Linked DNA regions of Mus musculus: region 2 is linked to region 1. Evidence: chromatin contacts called from public promoter capture Hi-C data. All regions are on one chromosome and are shown on one strand. The core of a region is the stretch at or near the end of the contact, and the rest is flanking DNA. Distances in the headings are between cores, read along the strand shown.

Region 1 (2,700 bases), core at 85-2,584:
CTTCCTCTTCAAATGTAAGTGTCTAATGGGTAGACATATTTTCAAATAATTTTTACATCATCACAAGCACACAAATGCGTAACTACCTCTTTTCCTCCTCCCTTTCTTCCACCCCCTCTCTTTTTGAGATTGGTATTATTACAGTCCAAGCTGGTCTCAAACTCGGCTTTTATAACCAGATGTCTTTGAACTGATGTTGCTACTTGTTATCTCCCAAGTCCTAGGGTTATGGGTTTGTGCTGTATACTTAACTAGGAGTGCATGTGGAAGGTATTTATCTAGACTTAGATTTTTCTGTGATTTTCATGAACTAGTCATAGCAGGAAGTAGAATAGACAACTGGAAAATATATGTGTGTATCAATGTGGGGGCTGTAAAATATGTATAAATTTATAAATTGTTTGATGGGAAAAGTACTTATTTTAAAAATGGTAGTTTGATAGCTTCATTAATCATCAAAATGACAATGTTGCTCTGTTCATTAGGTGGTAGCTCTTAAACTTAGTTTTCTGTTGCTGTGCTTCTAGAGGAGTGCTGTAATTCCTGTTCCTACAGTTAAGATAGAGGCTGCACTTAGAAACGCTAAATGAATACAGTGTTTGTTCATGCCTTATGCAAACATTTTAAAGGCTGTGTTGAAAGTCTCATAAGCACCTTTCCTGGCCTCTATAATTAGGGCAAACAATGTATTAACCCTATTATGTAAGCTTAGAGAGTAGTTCATATTTTATTTTCTTATATATAGAATCTATGTTATTAATAATCTCCTGCTTAAAAAGAAATTTTAAATTAGGATATGCAGCTTTTTGAAGATTAAGAAAATTAAAATCATAATAGTTCATTTTTTGGCATTTATTTCCATATGCTTATTTTCAGGTGTTCCTAATTCCATCCAAACAACAACAACAAAACCCCACACATTCTTTTATAAAACCACTGAATTTTTATCTAGGATCTTTTCCTACCCATTTACACAGTATAACATTAGTATGGATTTACTAAAACAACTAAGAGCTAACCTTTTACTAATGCTTTCAGCATGGCTCTTTGCCAATTCTAAAATTTAAGGAAAAGAACAAACCTTAGTTCTGACTATCTAGGTAATGTCTGTTTAAAGCTCTACTGTAAGCAATCTAGTTCTGCCCCTATCTGCTGTCAGCTTCCTTACTTGTTCCCCTGAAGGAAAGAATAATGGTGAAGGTTATTTAAGTACTCACCGGTTCCTTTGTGGGGCCAGCCTACCAAAGAAGGTCTTAAGGAAGCTAGCAGCCTCTTGTCTTTTTGACCCGGTGGTTTTAACCTGTAGTGTCGTTTGTAGGTTCTCCTCTTGGACTGGCTTTGCAGCTTACATTCCTGTGTTTATAATGTCCGTGAGGGCTGGTTTCAGCTGAAGCTGATGTGATTGGTCACTTAGTCTGCAGGGGGGCCAATTAGCTCTGATCATGTGGAAAAGAATGCTGGTTTGTTAGGAGGTCTTTCTTTACCCAACACAAACCTTAACAACTCTGGAGAAAGCCTCTAGAACTGACGTGGAGAAGGGGTGCATTTTTTCCCTCTAATCAGGACCGGTTTTTAGTAAGTTTGCATAATCTTATTTAAGAGTTTATTTGAAAGTTCAAAGGGATAAAATTCCCTGCAAGATTTCCTTTCAGCCCTCTCTCCTTATATTGCGTGTTAAAGTGTGAGATATCTCTTTCACTAATCTTTTTTCCACCATTTCTTGAGGGGGGATTTAGTTGGATAAGGATGTTTAGGCATAATTGATGAGTTGATTTTTTTCTGGTTTTCTTATCAGATCCCACCTCATCAGTATGGCTATGATAGTAGGTATAGGTCATTTATTTACCTGAAACAATACCTCTGCCCTTCTTTATTGCAGAGGAAGAACTTTGGTCTTTGTTTGGTTTTAAAGCTGTGTAGTAGGCTTGACTAGGAATATGATTGCTTGATGCCTTGTACGTCTCTTTAAGGTGAAAGAAGGAAAGAATTTTCTTAAGGCTTGCTTTAGTGATCTGTAGGGGTCTTGTATGTGTGATGAAGTGGAATAAAACAATATTCAGAGTACATGATCTGTAACTCAGTACTGAAATTGTATTTACCTGGAAGATGTCAGCAGTCCAGCTTGTAGCAGCTTCCACTTGAGCTGAAAAGTATGGCCTTGTGTGATACCTAGTGAACAGTATTTTCTTCTCCTCTGTTAGCTGCCAATTTAAAAACTTTGATCAAATGTTACACATAAGAGGATCTGAAAAACAAAGACACTGTTTGTTTGAAGTAAGAGCTTGGAAAGGCCTGCTGGGAAAGTTATGAATGTAGACCAATCTAATGCTACTTAGGAAGGGAAATCCGACTTTGTGGATTCCTCTCCTTTCCTTCACAAGTTAAAAAATACATTAATTCCTTCTTTGTTTTATTAATGCCAGACATTTCAATACAAGTTTAGACAGAGCGCTAGTAACTTTGCCCGTCAGAACCAGGGAGGGTAATCAAGGTGAATTCACATTTAAGACTTATTCCCTGCCATGTGCAAGTAGGAATTTTTATCATTTTCTAGCTAGCTGATTGAGGAAAACATCTAACTGAAAATAGCTAAGACACTAGAGCAAGTAGTGGGATATTCTTCCCAAAAAAACCCAGCACGTTAGTGTATCTTCCACTGTCATGGATAGTAGGTAAAACAAAAGCTTGTCATTCAACTTA
Region 2 (2,700 bases), core at 46-2,545, 710 kb after region 1:
CCCTGAGCCTGTATCCTCGCCCTTGACTGGACTGAGTCTCCTGCAGCAGTTCTTTAGGGATAAAACATAGAAGTGCCAGGCATGCCACATTCCCTTTTCTGGTGCCCGGTACAGAAACACTCCTGACACCTGCACACCCCTCTCTCTGTGTGTGTGTGTGCGCGCACACACACACACACACACACACACACACACACACACACCAGTCTAAGAAGCAGTAGAGTCAAATCTCATGAACAAAGCTTGCAAGGCACCCTCTGGTGATGCTCTGACAGAACCTTGCTGTCCTCTCCTGCCCTCTTCCTAATTTCAACCTATGACCCCATGGACTTGCTGGAAATAATGAGCCTACCCCTGTCAGTACCCAGGTGAACCTGATGGTTTTCCTAGGAAGGGCCCTGACCTCGGTAAATTGTGTGTCTGTCATAAAGAATCCGAGGCTACATTTCCTCTTGCTTCCCCCAATCCATGCCAGCTTGCTTAAATACATTCTCCAGAAATCTTTTGCTCAGCTGCTCAGCAAGGACATAGGTACAGTGTGCTTCCTTTGTGAGCCTCTGAGGAGTGGTTTCTCATTGCTGTGAGCCAGGTTGGCAGCATCCTCTCTTGTCTCTTTTCATTCTGAGTCAAAAACCCTGATGATGTCCCAGAAGCCAGAGATCTCAAACTGGACCAGTGCCTCAGTGCAATGAACATTTACAAGTGAAGATGTGTGGACAGAGAGACATACTCTGGGATACACTGTGACAGCATTACAGCTTCTACCATGAGATATTTTCTATGCTTTTTGTTTTTGTTTTGCCTGCTTGTTCATGTGTTAAAGGCAAATGGCAGATATGACGGGGATGGTTGATGAGTGGGACTGGGGAGCACAATATGAAACCCACAAAGAATCAACTAAAAGTAAACAAACTAAAAAATAAATAAACATCAACACCCTATCCCCACACTGCTGATGCTCCACTCCAGCTTGGACTGAGTGGAGTCTATTTAAGCCTTAAAGAAAGAACTTTCATCTTGGCTATGTTCCTGCTTGCCTTTTGGGGTGGCCCCTTCAGTCTTGCTTTCCTGAGTCTCAGCTCACTGTGGTGCCAAGATTAAGGCAAGCCCTGGCATGTAGGCTCAAATGTGCATATATGTGACAAGGTCTAGGTGAGCCAGTTTTTTGATGCAAAGAACAACTTCTCCCTGGGCAGCCTGATTTCAACATCCATAACTCCCTGGCCCGCCCTCAGCAGTGATTAACAAACAGAACAAATGTAACCCTCCCTCTTTGGTGGTGGTTAGGAAACCCAGAATTCAGATGCTGGCTGATGGTGGCTGACTGGAAACCGACTTCCAGATTTCTTACTCTTGCTCAAGGGCCCTCATCACGTGCTACCTAGAGGCACAGGTCTCTAACCTTACTATCTGACAGGCAAGTAACAGATTATGTGTGGTGAGAGAGTAATACAGAATTTGAAAGATAAGGGCTTTTGTCTTCCTGTGCAGAGCTTCCCAAATGCCTGTTGATTTCATGAGGGGTGGGAGGGAAACCTGTGCTGTTTGTTTGTGATAAGCTGTTGTACTGTTTTCTTAAAGCTTATGCTTAAGGGGCAACTTTTGGAAAGTTTGTAAGGATGGGGTCTGGAACCAGCTTTGAGATTAGAGGGAAGGGCAGAGAAAGGGATTGAAGTTAGGGTTGATTACTGATCAACGGTAATTTAATCAATCAGCCCATCCCCTGTATTTCATGATGCGGCCCCTATGAAAGCACAGAGGGATTGGGTTGGGGAGCTGCCAGGTTGCTGAAGGTGTGGAGGATAGGTTGCACCAAGAACACAGAGCGGCCATGTCTCTCCCCCAAGCTCTTGGCATTTCTCCACTGCTGTCTTGTTGCACTATGGGTGCTGCTGCTATAATGAACCTCTGACTGAGTGATTTAGTTCTCTGAGTGGTTTGAGCAGAGCTGCTCTGAGGCTGAGTAAAAGAGCCTCTGGTCTGTAGCCAACTCTGCTAAGTGGTTGACTTGACTCATACATGCCTGGTAACACAAGAGCTGTGTGAGTGAAAGTGTGCAGAAGGAAAGGGTCGTTGGTTTTTCCCTTATACACATGTGGAAGGGTCAGCAACCAGCTCCTCCCTCAAAAGGGAGCTGGTTCTGTGCTTGTCTTTCCTGGAGTGACCTTTTACTATTTCATTGAAAATGAGGCACAAGGATAAAATGGACAGGCAGTCCCAATGCAAGTTCACTCACATACAATCTGGTACTCGGAACCTCCTGTATGCTGGACACTGATCTGCATGCTGCAGACTCAATAGAGAGGAACACTGGGTGTGGTAGGGTGGGACATTAGAACACTGATTGGCCACACCTGCACATGCTACTGGTAGTTGGGAGAGAGGCATAAATATACAGAAGGTGAGGATAGCAAGGAAGGGAAGGAGGCCCAGGGCCACATTCTGGGCTGCTGGACCATGGGCTCACTAGGGAAGGTGTCACGGATGGGACACTAGCAGCACTTTAAAGGAAGCAGGTGATCAGAGCTGACATCGTATTTATTATGCATATCATCTAGGGGGAGCTTCTTAGGGATTCTATGGCTATAAAGAGACACCATGACCACAGCAACTTGTAGAAAGGAAAACAGGCAATTGGGGCTGGCTTACATTTGAGAGCTTTAGTCCATTATGGTCGGGGGGTGGGGGGGTGGGAAGCAT

The links. Promoter capture Hi-C pulls out the DNA fragments that hold promoters and counts their contacts.
Region 2: a contact with region 1 is called in a promoter capture Hi-C map of the C10 cell line, with 4 times the contacts expected there. The contact joins the promoter of Ugt1a6b here to the promoter of Kcnj13 in region 1. A contact is called at or near these places in 2 of 39 promoter capture datasets (the C10 cell line and cranial neural crest).

The regions. Positions count from the first base shown.
Region 1 is chr1:87,393,395-87,396,094 of GRCm38.p6, forward strand. It overlaps Kcnj13 (potassium inwardly-rectifying channel, subfamily J, member 13), which reads right to left and starts at 1,335. Exons shown (of 3, transcript NM_001110227.2): 1 at 1,218-1,335. All of the region lies in intron 8 of Gigyf2 (GRB10 interacting GYF protein 2), which reads left to right.
Region 2 is chr1:88,101,962-88,104,661 of GRCm38.p6, forward strand. Ugt1a6b (UDP glucuronosyltransferase 1 family, polypeptide A6B) reads left to right here and starts at 1,296. Exons shown (of 6, transcript NM_201410.3): 1 at 1,296-1,417. The region is part of intron 1 of Ugt1a10 (UDP glycosyltransferase 1 family, polypeptide A10); the gene reads left to right. The region is part of intron 1 of Ugt1a9 (UDP glucuronosyltransferase 1 family, polypeptide A9); the gene reads left to right. The region is part of intron 1 of Ugt1a8 (UDP glucuronosyltransferase 1 family, polypeptide A8); the gene reads left to right. It also overlaps Ugt1a7c.